Linked DNA regions of Mus musculus: all the other regions are linked to region 3. The links are chromatin contacts, called in public HiCAR-type and promoter capture Hi-C maps. All regions are on one chromosome and are shown on one strand. The core of a region is the stretch at or near the end of the contact, and the rest is flanking DNA. Distances in the headings are between cores, read along the strand shown. Region 1 holds the start of Pyroxd2 (pyridine nucleotide-disulphide oxidoreductase domain 2). Region 2 holds the start of Loxl4 (lysyl oxidase-like 4). Region 3 holds the start of Golga7b (golgi autoantigen, golgin subfamily a, 7B).

The links. Promoter capture Hi-C pulls out the DNA fragments that hold promoters and counts their contacts. HiCAR-type assays count read pairs that join an accessible place to other places.
Region 1: a contact with region 3 is called in a HiCAR-type map of astrocytes, with 3 times the contacts expected there. The contact joins the promoter of Pyroxd2 here to the promoter of Golga7b in region 3. A contact is called at or near these places in 8 of 39 promoter capture datasets (cranial neural crest, embryonic stem cells, hematopoietic stem and progenitor cells and 3 more), 1 of 15 datasets of contacts at CTCF or cohesin (the NIH/3T3 cell line), 3 of 115 datasets of contacts at active chromatin or transcription factors (astrocytes, embryonic forebrain and embryonic stem cells) and 2 of 9 other capture datasets (adipose tissue and embryonic stem cells).
Region 2: a promoter capture Hi-C map of embryonic stem cells shows a contact between it and region 3. The contact joins the promoter of Loxl4 here to the promoter of Golga7b in region 3. A contact is called at or near these places in 6 of 39 promoter capture datasets (the HPC-7 cell line, the SN4741 cell line, embryonic stem cells and 1 more), 2 of 115 datasets of contacts at active chromatin or transcription factors (both in embryonic stem cells) and 3 of 9 other capture datasets (adipose tissue, embryonic stem cells and pancreatic islet).

What each region holds. Positions count from the first base shown.
Region 1 is chr19:42,751,384-42,754,090 of GRCm38.p6, forward strand. It overlaps Pyroxd2 (pyridine nucleotide-disulphide oxidoreductase domain 2), which reads right to left and starts at 1,392. Exons shown (of 16, transcript NM_029011.2): 1 at 954-1,392. The coding sequence starts at 1,080. Gm19437 (a long non-coding RNA gene) reads left to right here. Exons shown (of 4, transcript XR_386719.3): 4 at 1-53.
Region 2 is chr19:42,611,439-42,614,138 of GRCm38.p6, forward strand. Loxl4 (lysyl oxidase-like 4) reads right to left here and starts at 1,368. Exons shown (of 15, transcript NM_053083.3): 1 at 1,280-1,368.
Region 3 is chr19:42,254,349-42,257,048 of GRCm38.p6, forward strand. It overlaps Golga7b (golgi autoantigen, golgin subfamily a, 7B), which reads left to right and starts at 1,391. Exons shown (of 5, transcript NM_027694.2): 1 at 1,391-1,835. The coding sequence starts at 1,824.

The sequences.
Region 1 (2,707 bases), core at 142-2,641, 500 kb after region 3:
AGTGTTGAGTGGATGTTTTCAATGGGAAAAGAAAAAAAAAACCAACTTGGTATTTAAATCAAGAGTTGCATATATTTGATTTGTAAAAACTGTGTGAGACATATCTTTATTTTAGTATCGATAATAAAAAAAACCAAGTCTGTGTATAATAAACACTCACTCATGCGTGCACAAATTGGAGAGGGTGGTTCTCAGTAGACACAAGAAGAAGCCAAACCAGGCCAGCATTTATTTAAAGCTGTGTGATGCGTCTCACAAAAAAATGTGAACCTGCTATCATCTATGTAAAAGCCCAGCTGGGAATAAAAGCCTTCAGGTCCCAAAAGTGTGACCCGGAAGGCCCTGGTGTGGAGTGCAGCCTGGCCCTAGGCTATGCCTTAACCTAGTACTTGAGGCTGAGAGTCAGCAAGATGTTGCAGGACCACCACTGTAGCAGGTATCTATGTCTGAGGGAAGCCATGGGAGATGACACCCTTTGTGGATGCATTAGGGTGTCTGGGAACCCCTCAACCACCTTTTCTCTTTATGAAACAACTCTGGCTTCCTTTTCCAATGGATGATCGCAGAAGTGAGATTGGCTCTCATTTGTCTACAGTCCGGAGGTCTTTGCTTCCTGCATAAGGTCCCGGGAGGAACTCACTCATTTTGCGGGAGATACAGGGAAACTCCTGCGTTTATTTAGTCACTCATTATCATTCTAGAGAGAAAGGTTTAAACCCAGAAGGCAAGAGCCGTTCTAGTCCACACAGCACACCAGGGTGGAATTAGAACCCAGGGATCCTGATTCCCAGGCCAGGGAGGACTTCCATCCCAGGTCCTGCTCACTGGAACTCCCGGCCAGGTCGTGCCCATAGGAGAGGCAGCAGCAAGGCTCCTTGGAGGCCCCTCCAAGGCCGGTGGGCAGAACGCTGCCTTCCTTCCCTGAGCTCTGGCTCTGCCCTCTTTGGTTTTACCTGCTCCTATCACCACGGCATCGTACTCGGGCTTCAGGCGCCCGTTGGCTCCCGACTGAGCTCGTTTCCAAGTAGGGCAGGGAGAGGAGTGCAAGGCCCTGATGAGACCTCGGCCGCCGGCAGCCATTTCTGCCCCCAGCAATTTGCTTGCACAGTCAGCTTTCCAGAGGCCCAGGCAAGGGGAGGGGCTGGGAGTTACAGTTCAGTGTCAGCCTTGGCCTTGGGCCACCGTTTCCCAGGGTCCGAGCTTCTGCGGCTCTGAGTTTGCGCAAGCCAGCCTAGAGGAGGGGGCATGTAGGCTAAGAACTGGCAGAGTCTGAGTAGCTTCGAGGAGTCAAGCGAGTAGGTGGCAGAGTCTGAGTAGCCTCCAGGAGTCAAGCGAGTAGGGACCAAAGAGAGAACAATTTAACTAGGTTCTCCCAGGCCCGGTAGTGGGCTAAGGGAGAAGAGGAGCCAACGCAGAGGCCCCGCCTTCCTCTTGCCTCCCTTTTCTGTACCGGCAGAAGCCTGGGGGCGGGGCCGAGATCCTAAGCTGTGGGATGGGCGCTGTCAACTCAGACTTTACTCCTGCTTGTCTGGTAGTCAGGGACCTTGCAAGGTGACCACTGCTCCTTGTTGCGGGATCCTCCCCAGTCATCTTTCAGTGCCTTTGGACGACAGAAAAGGCCACCCACGTCTCCAAGAGCTGTGTGTGTGTTCTCTCACGCACACTCCAGTGAGGCTAGTCTTGCTGGGAGGAAGGATATGGACAGTTTGGGCACCTTTCCAGTTTTCCAAAGTTTCTCAAAGATTTGGGCTCACACCTGTAGATTACCTCAACTAGTATGAGTCCATACATACAATCCCTGTGCCCTATCTTGAACAGAGAGGACCGGTCCACTCCTCAGGAGTCACTCCTCTACAGGAGAAAGGCATTGGAAGTGGCGAGCTGCAATCATGAAACGGGCAGCCTTGTGTGGCAGTTTGGACAAGAGAAAGACAGATGGGGGCGGAGCCGTAGCTAGGTCATAACTTTGGCCAGCTTCCAAGATGGCTGGCTTCCTCCTTACCCTCCTGACCTGGGACAAAAGCCTGACGAGGTTTTTCTTGGCTAGTAGCGCTGTTTTTTTAAAAACTGGGTATGCTGCAGCAGAGGGGTGCTTTAGCAGGCCCATGCTGAGGCGTTCCTCTGAGGTGTCAGCCATAGGACAGGCCTAGTATAGAAGGAAGTTTATCTGAGACCCGGGAAGGGGGTGTGGGGAAAGGAGTAGAGGAAGAGAAAGAAAGGGGACAGAGAAGGACAGAAAGAGAGAGGAGCAAGAAGGGCAGTGGCCAGCAAGAACACGTGGAGAGGAAAAAGATGGGGTGGGGAGGGGAGGGGAGGAGAGATAGAGGGAGGGAGAGAACAAGGGGAGGGGGATGAGAACGGGGAGGGGGAGAGGGAAAGAGAAAAGAGGAAGAGGAGGAGGAGGAGGAAGGGAGGGGGAGGGAGGGAAGGAGGGAGGGAGGAGGCAGAGAAGCAGAAGCAGCAGCCCAAACAGTCCTTATGTGCCTGGCTCCTGGCTCACACCTAGCCCTTGCTAGGTAACTGTTAGGAGAAGCCTACAGGAAATGCTAACAAGTAGACTTGCCTGCCCAGGGACCAGATGACAAGTTCAAGGCCAGCCCAGGCCTTGCTTACCCCACTCTTAAAAGCCCTGGCCCTTTGGGTTCCAGGGCACCTCCTTTGCTGTGCAGACGGCCTTTTCTCTGTGTGTACCCTGCTGGGGTGTATT
Region 2 (2,700 bases), core at 118-2,617, 360 kb after region 3:
GCTAGGGCAGTGCCCTTCCTTTCAAGCCACCAGGATGCAGGCCCTGGAGAGCCTCCATACTTCCTGCCCACTCCAGGTTCCCAGAACTGTTACTCACACCAAGCTCGTCTCCTCATTGTCATTCCCAAGACAGAGCCTTCATCTCCCAGGGCCCATTGTTAAACTCCTACACACATGTCAACACCCAGCTCAAATGCTGCTCCCTCCAGAAAGGCCTCCCAGTATCCTACCTTCCTATTTGTTCCCACTGGACTGAGTACAGGAGGACTGGGCTGAGAACTGGGTCTTGGAGAAAGAAGGTGCCCTTTCTCTTCCCCAGGGAGAAGGGAATGGGTGAGGGGGCCACAGGATAAGAATGCCTCTAGGACCCTGTTTGAATAGGCCTCTCCATTTCACAGATGGAAAGGTCGGGGCCCCAGGAAATGAAATAGCTGGACTGGCCAGAATTCAAACAGGCCACCTGGCTACAGTCTGGGCTCTCATTGATTGATCGATGTTGGATGAGGGAGAGAGAGGGAGGGTGAATGGAACTCTACCTTGTCACTGGCTATATGACTCAGGCTGAAGTGCAAGGGCACTGGAGTGAAGTCTGAAGACACAGGCACCTGCCCTGGCCAGGAGGGAAGGCTGCGAGAGGATGATTGCCCAGGATTCCTAGAGGTTTGGGGGGGGGGGGCGGCTATCCTGAGAGGCTAGCTGTGGGTCACTCCTAGTCCTTTTTCTGTGACTCTCTGGGCCTTGGTCTAGGCCCTGTACCCTTATGGCATCGTTCCTGTGGTTAGAGCAGAGCCTACAAATAGGCTCCCACCTATATAGGGCTGGGGAAGGTGGGGTTTGAAGCCCTCTGCCTCCAAACCCTCTTTCACATCATCTCCAGCAGTCAGCTCTATGTAGAGGGGAGCCCAGCTCTGCTCCAGCTCTTAGTGCCCCGAGTCACAGGAGAGACATCTAGTTCTATTTTACTCCGTCCCCAGCATTCTTTCAGGGTGAGAAATGGTTACACACAGTGTGTTCACACACAGTGTATTCACAAACCTAACACCCAGACTCCTGCTTGCCAGAGCTCTCTCCACTCATGTAGCCTTGAACCAACTCCCCTAACATGATGGGCACTTGTCCAGTGGGGAAGCAGGTTGTGACCCACCCACTGGGCTGACTTATCCATGGGATCCCCCCATTCCTCTGAGCTTCTAGAGGCCTGCCCACCCGCGAGAAACAGAAGAAAGGACAAGACAGACAGCAAGAGGCAGACAGGAGATCGCAACAGGCAGGAGCTCACCGGCAGGATCTGGAGGTCGGGGCTGGGCTGGGCGCCACGGCAGAGCAGCGCTAACGGGCCTCCCGGGGCGCCCTGGGGGCTTTTTATCCGCCAGCCTCCCGCCCCAAGTCCGGGCCTTCCCCGGGGGAGGTCGCAGGCCCCGCCCCGGGCGCGCCTGTGTGCACGGGCAGCCCCGCCCGGCCGGCCACCAGCCAGGCGCGCAGCTCGGGACTGGGCCAAGTTGGGAAGTCCCAGGCGCTGCGGGGAGCGTGGGGGGTGACGGAGTCCCGGAGACGCATGGCGGGGGACAGCGTCGGGTGGCAAGGATCCGGTCTGCGAGTGCCTCTGCAGGCACGGTTTTCTCCTCTGTCTAATGGGCGATCGGAGCTGTGTCCCATTAACCTTATAGAACTGAGCGCCCCACAGTCTTAGGTCTGGATCCCGTGGGCTGCTTCTGCAGGGCAATGCAGGCGTTCTTTTGGGGTGAGGGCCCCGTTCAGTGGTTGGGTGATGCAGCTTAAGTAACAGTCTCTCTGTGACCTGGTCCCCAAGGTTTACTGAAGGCGGCTTGAGAGCAAAGCTCTGCTCATTATGAAGTTCAGTCCCAGGAGACAGGATTTGCTTCCCAGAGTCATAAACCTCGCAGCAGAGAACTTAAGACTTCCGGTACTTAGCCAGGATGTCCCTGGTCCTTGCCAGGTTCAGGGGATGAGGGCAGTGGAGGACAGAGGGGAATGAGAGGCTGTGGAACACAACAAATGAAGGAAGGCCTGCGGAGGGGAGTCCCCCAGCTGAAGAAGCAACCAGGCTCCAGGCCTCGGGCTTCCAGTCTTCAGCTCCTTCAGAACCTCACGTGTGAAATGAGCAGACTGTTTCCAGTATCCTCTCTAGTCTCAGAGCAGTGAGCGGCGCGTCCCCCACCTTGCCTCAGATTGACAGCTAACGGTTTCTTCATTCAGGACCCTCTGTTGATTTTTCTCCTATGTGCTAGAAAAAGGGCTAAAGTGCTAGACGCTGGCAGGGGGGTACCCAAGTCTGAAGAGGGAAGATGTGCAAATAAAGGTGACCTCAAGGCAGAGGTAATGAGGGCCAAGATGGCATGTGACAGCCAGGTCACCTTGACCATGTTGCCAGAGACCTGGGTCCACCCCTAGCTGCTCATGTCTAAGATGTCCCCCCAGTGGCCCTGCCCCACCCGACCTGGGCCCAAAACATTCCCTAGGATGAATCAACAGGAAAGAATGCTCCCAGCCTCAGGTCAGTGGCAGAGGCAGAAACCCGGCTCCTCCCCTAGGGACAATGAGGCAGCTGTGGACCAGGATACCAGGTATGCACGGGGCCTCCACCCTCTGCCCAGCCACCTCTAATGCAGAGCCAGGAGCAACATGGGAGGCTCCGCCTGCTGCCAGTCACCCACCAGGCCTGGCTGCCCAGAGCTAAAA
Region 3 (2,700 bases), core at 141-2,640:
TTAATATGTCTTTGGGGTAACAAACCATCCTAAAATAGTAGGGTTACCATGGAATTTTAAAAGACATGATAATGATATTGTGATTACAGAGAAGAATGTTATTTTGCTTTTTGAGACAAGGTCTCACGTCTCTCCACCCACCTCAGCCTCAGGAGCGCCGAGATTAAAGGTGTGCACCATCACACCTGCCTCAGGAAAATGTTCTTATTCTGAGGGGATGAGTGCTGAAGTATTTAAGGATAAAACTGTGGAATCTATCGCTTTCTGATAATCTAGTGAAATTATATACGTCTCCTTGATCCAGTTTCCGTCAGCAAAGCCAACAAATCAAAATCAAATGTAAAAATACTATTGCTGACTGAGTTAGTTAGACTGTTCTGGCAAATGTCTTTTCCCCAACTTCTCCTGTATGTTTGGAAATTTTAAATGGGAAATTTGGTAGAAGAAGAAAGGACCCTAGCTATAGGCTAATGAAGAAGGGCAACAAGTATATCCTGCAGAAAGAGGACCGTAAACTCAGGGAGTGAGACAGCTAATCAAGGTAGGAAATCGGGAGAAGTCTGACCTGGAGTCAGGTCTTCTGGCTGCCTGTTGTGGCACCTACTCCAGTTTTATGTCATGGCCGACGCTGCTGACCTGTGGGCAGCCAGGCTGTAGAAGAAGTACCCAGCTCCCCTCAGACACAGATCTGGGGTTATTGTGGATGTGTTCAAAGACACCTGTGTTGGGGTTTCCTTTCTGCTTATTAAGTAGATAAACCATTTGATTGGAAGGCCTAATGCCAAATTACCACCTTGGAGAGTGGGCATACCGGTTTGGCATGTGGTTTTTGATTAGTGGTGGTAATTGGGTATTGTGGGAGTGTGTATAAACTCTGGGATGGCTGTAGGGAGACAGAAGTGTAAGGGGTGGGACCTGGACTAGGAGGATCATAAAGAAAGACTGGCTTCCATAAAAGAAAGGGCCCTAGGGAAAACCTGGGGATGAAATGTGCGTATGTGTTTTAAGAAAATGCTCTCTTATATCTGCAGCATTTTCCCCTAGCTAATGGGATTTTACCCATTTAAGGAAGCAGAAAGGAGAAAAGAGGGAAGGGAATGTTCCCATAAGGCTGGGTAGTGCTTGGGGCAGGACGGGAAGGTTAGAGTGAGAATTTGAAGGTGTTTGGAAAGGTAAGAGGCTGGCGGCCTGTGGATGGTGGGGCCTTCCGTATTGCAGGCCGGGTGCCTTGCAGCAGAGCCCATCTTCTTTCTTCAGCTTCTGGAAGTCCCCGGAGGCGGTGGAAGCTAGCGCAACGCTCTAGGCACTCCTGCTGGGGGGGAGGGCAGGCAGGAGAGGCGGGGCGCTGGGCGGGGCGGGACGGGGTGGGGCGGGAGCGGAGCCGGTGGCCGCGGGCGGGGCTCCTCTCCGGCGGGTGCCGGAGTCTGGGGGCCGCGGCTTCCCCCTCCCCGCCCGCCGAGGCGCTGGCCCCTCCTTCCCCCGCCGCCCCCGTGCCCGCCGCTGCTGCCACTGTCAAAGATAAAACCGGGCCATTGCCTGCAGGAACCCTGGCAGCAGGCGATCGGGTGGTGAGGAGCCTCCGGCGCGGCCTCGCCTCCCCGGTCCGGCTCCCGCGTCAGCACCGTGGACAGCACGGACCACCTTTCAGGGACCCTCCGGTCGGCAGGAGCGCGCTTCAGGTTTCGGCGATCTCATCAGTACCGCGGACAGCGCCCAGGCCCTCGCTGGCCTCGGCCAGCCCACCGGCTCTTCCTATCAGCACCGCGGACAGCCCCCCTGAACCAGCCCAGCGACAGCCAAGGACTGGTCAGAACGCCCTGAAGATGGCCACTGAGGTAGGGCCCAACACCTTAACCCGCAGGCAATGCCTCAGGGAATGATTCCCCACTAGGGGCAGACTGGGCACGAGGAGAAGACGGGGGTGGATGGGGGTAGAGGGTGGTTCCCTGGGTTCATGGTGGGAGGTGTGGAGTGGCATGGCATATAAGCAGAGCTTTGCTGAGGGGTCCCTTCACCTTTGACATGTCAATCTTGCCCATGCCACTCTGAGCCCTGGGAATCTACTTGTTACCAATAGCACCAAGTCCCAGCTGGTCTGGGGTTTCCCCTTCTCCTGAACACAGGGTTCTGACTCCCTAGAGGTTTGGAGATCCCTGCACACCTGTGTAAGGGGAGGGAAGGTGGCCTACTGCTGTTGTTGCTATGCGGTGCAGTATCCTGCTTCTAACCCAAATGCTTGTCTAGGGAAGACACACCTTCCCTCACATCCACATTTCCTTAGGAGGAGAACGTGGAAAAAGACATGCTCAGGCCCAGAACCCAAAGGGTTGGTTTTAATGAACCTCCTGCACCAGCCCCCACTTTTGAGAATTTCTTTCCTTCTCCATTTGAGCTGCTGTTCTCAGTGTATCCACATTTGCCTGTGAGGGGGAAGCGACTGTGTGCTTCACAGTGTGTCTATAGACCAAGGGACCTGTTAGCTAAGGACAAAATCTTGGCATAATGTGTAAGAAGTCGGGACTTGTGTCTCTACCCCCAGAGGTTACTCCTCCCCGGGGAGAGCTCTTTACGCATGGTGAAGCTGACATACGGAAGAAAGGATTGGCTCGGTACCCACACAGCATGCCAACAGCAGAGCTGAAAGTTTCTTTGAATTTTTAGAGTGTTGCAGCACACTGGGTCTCCCCAGCTCGGCTGCTG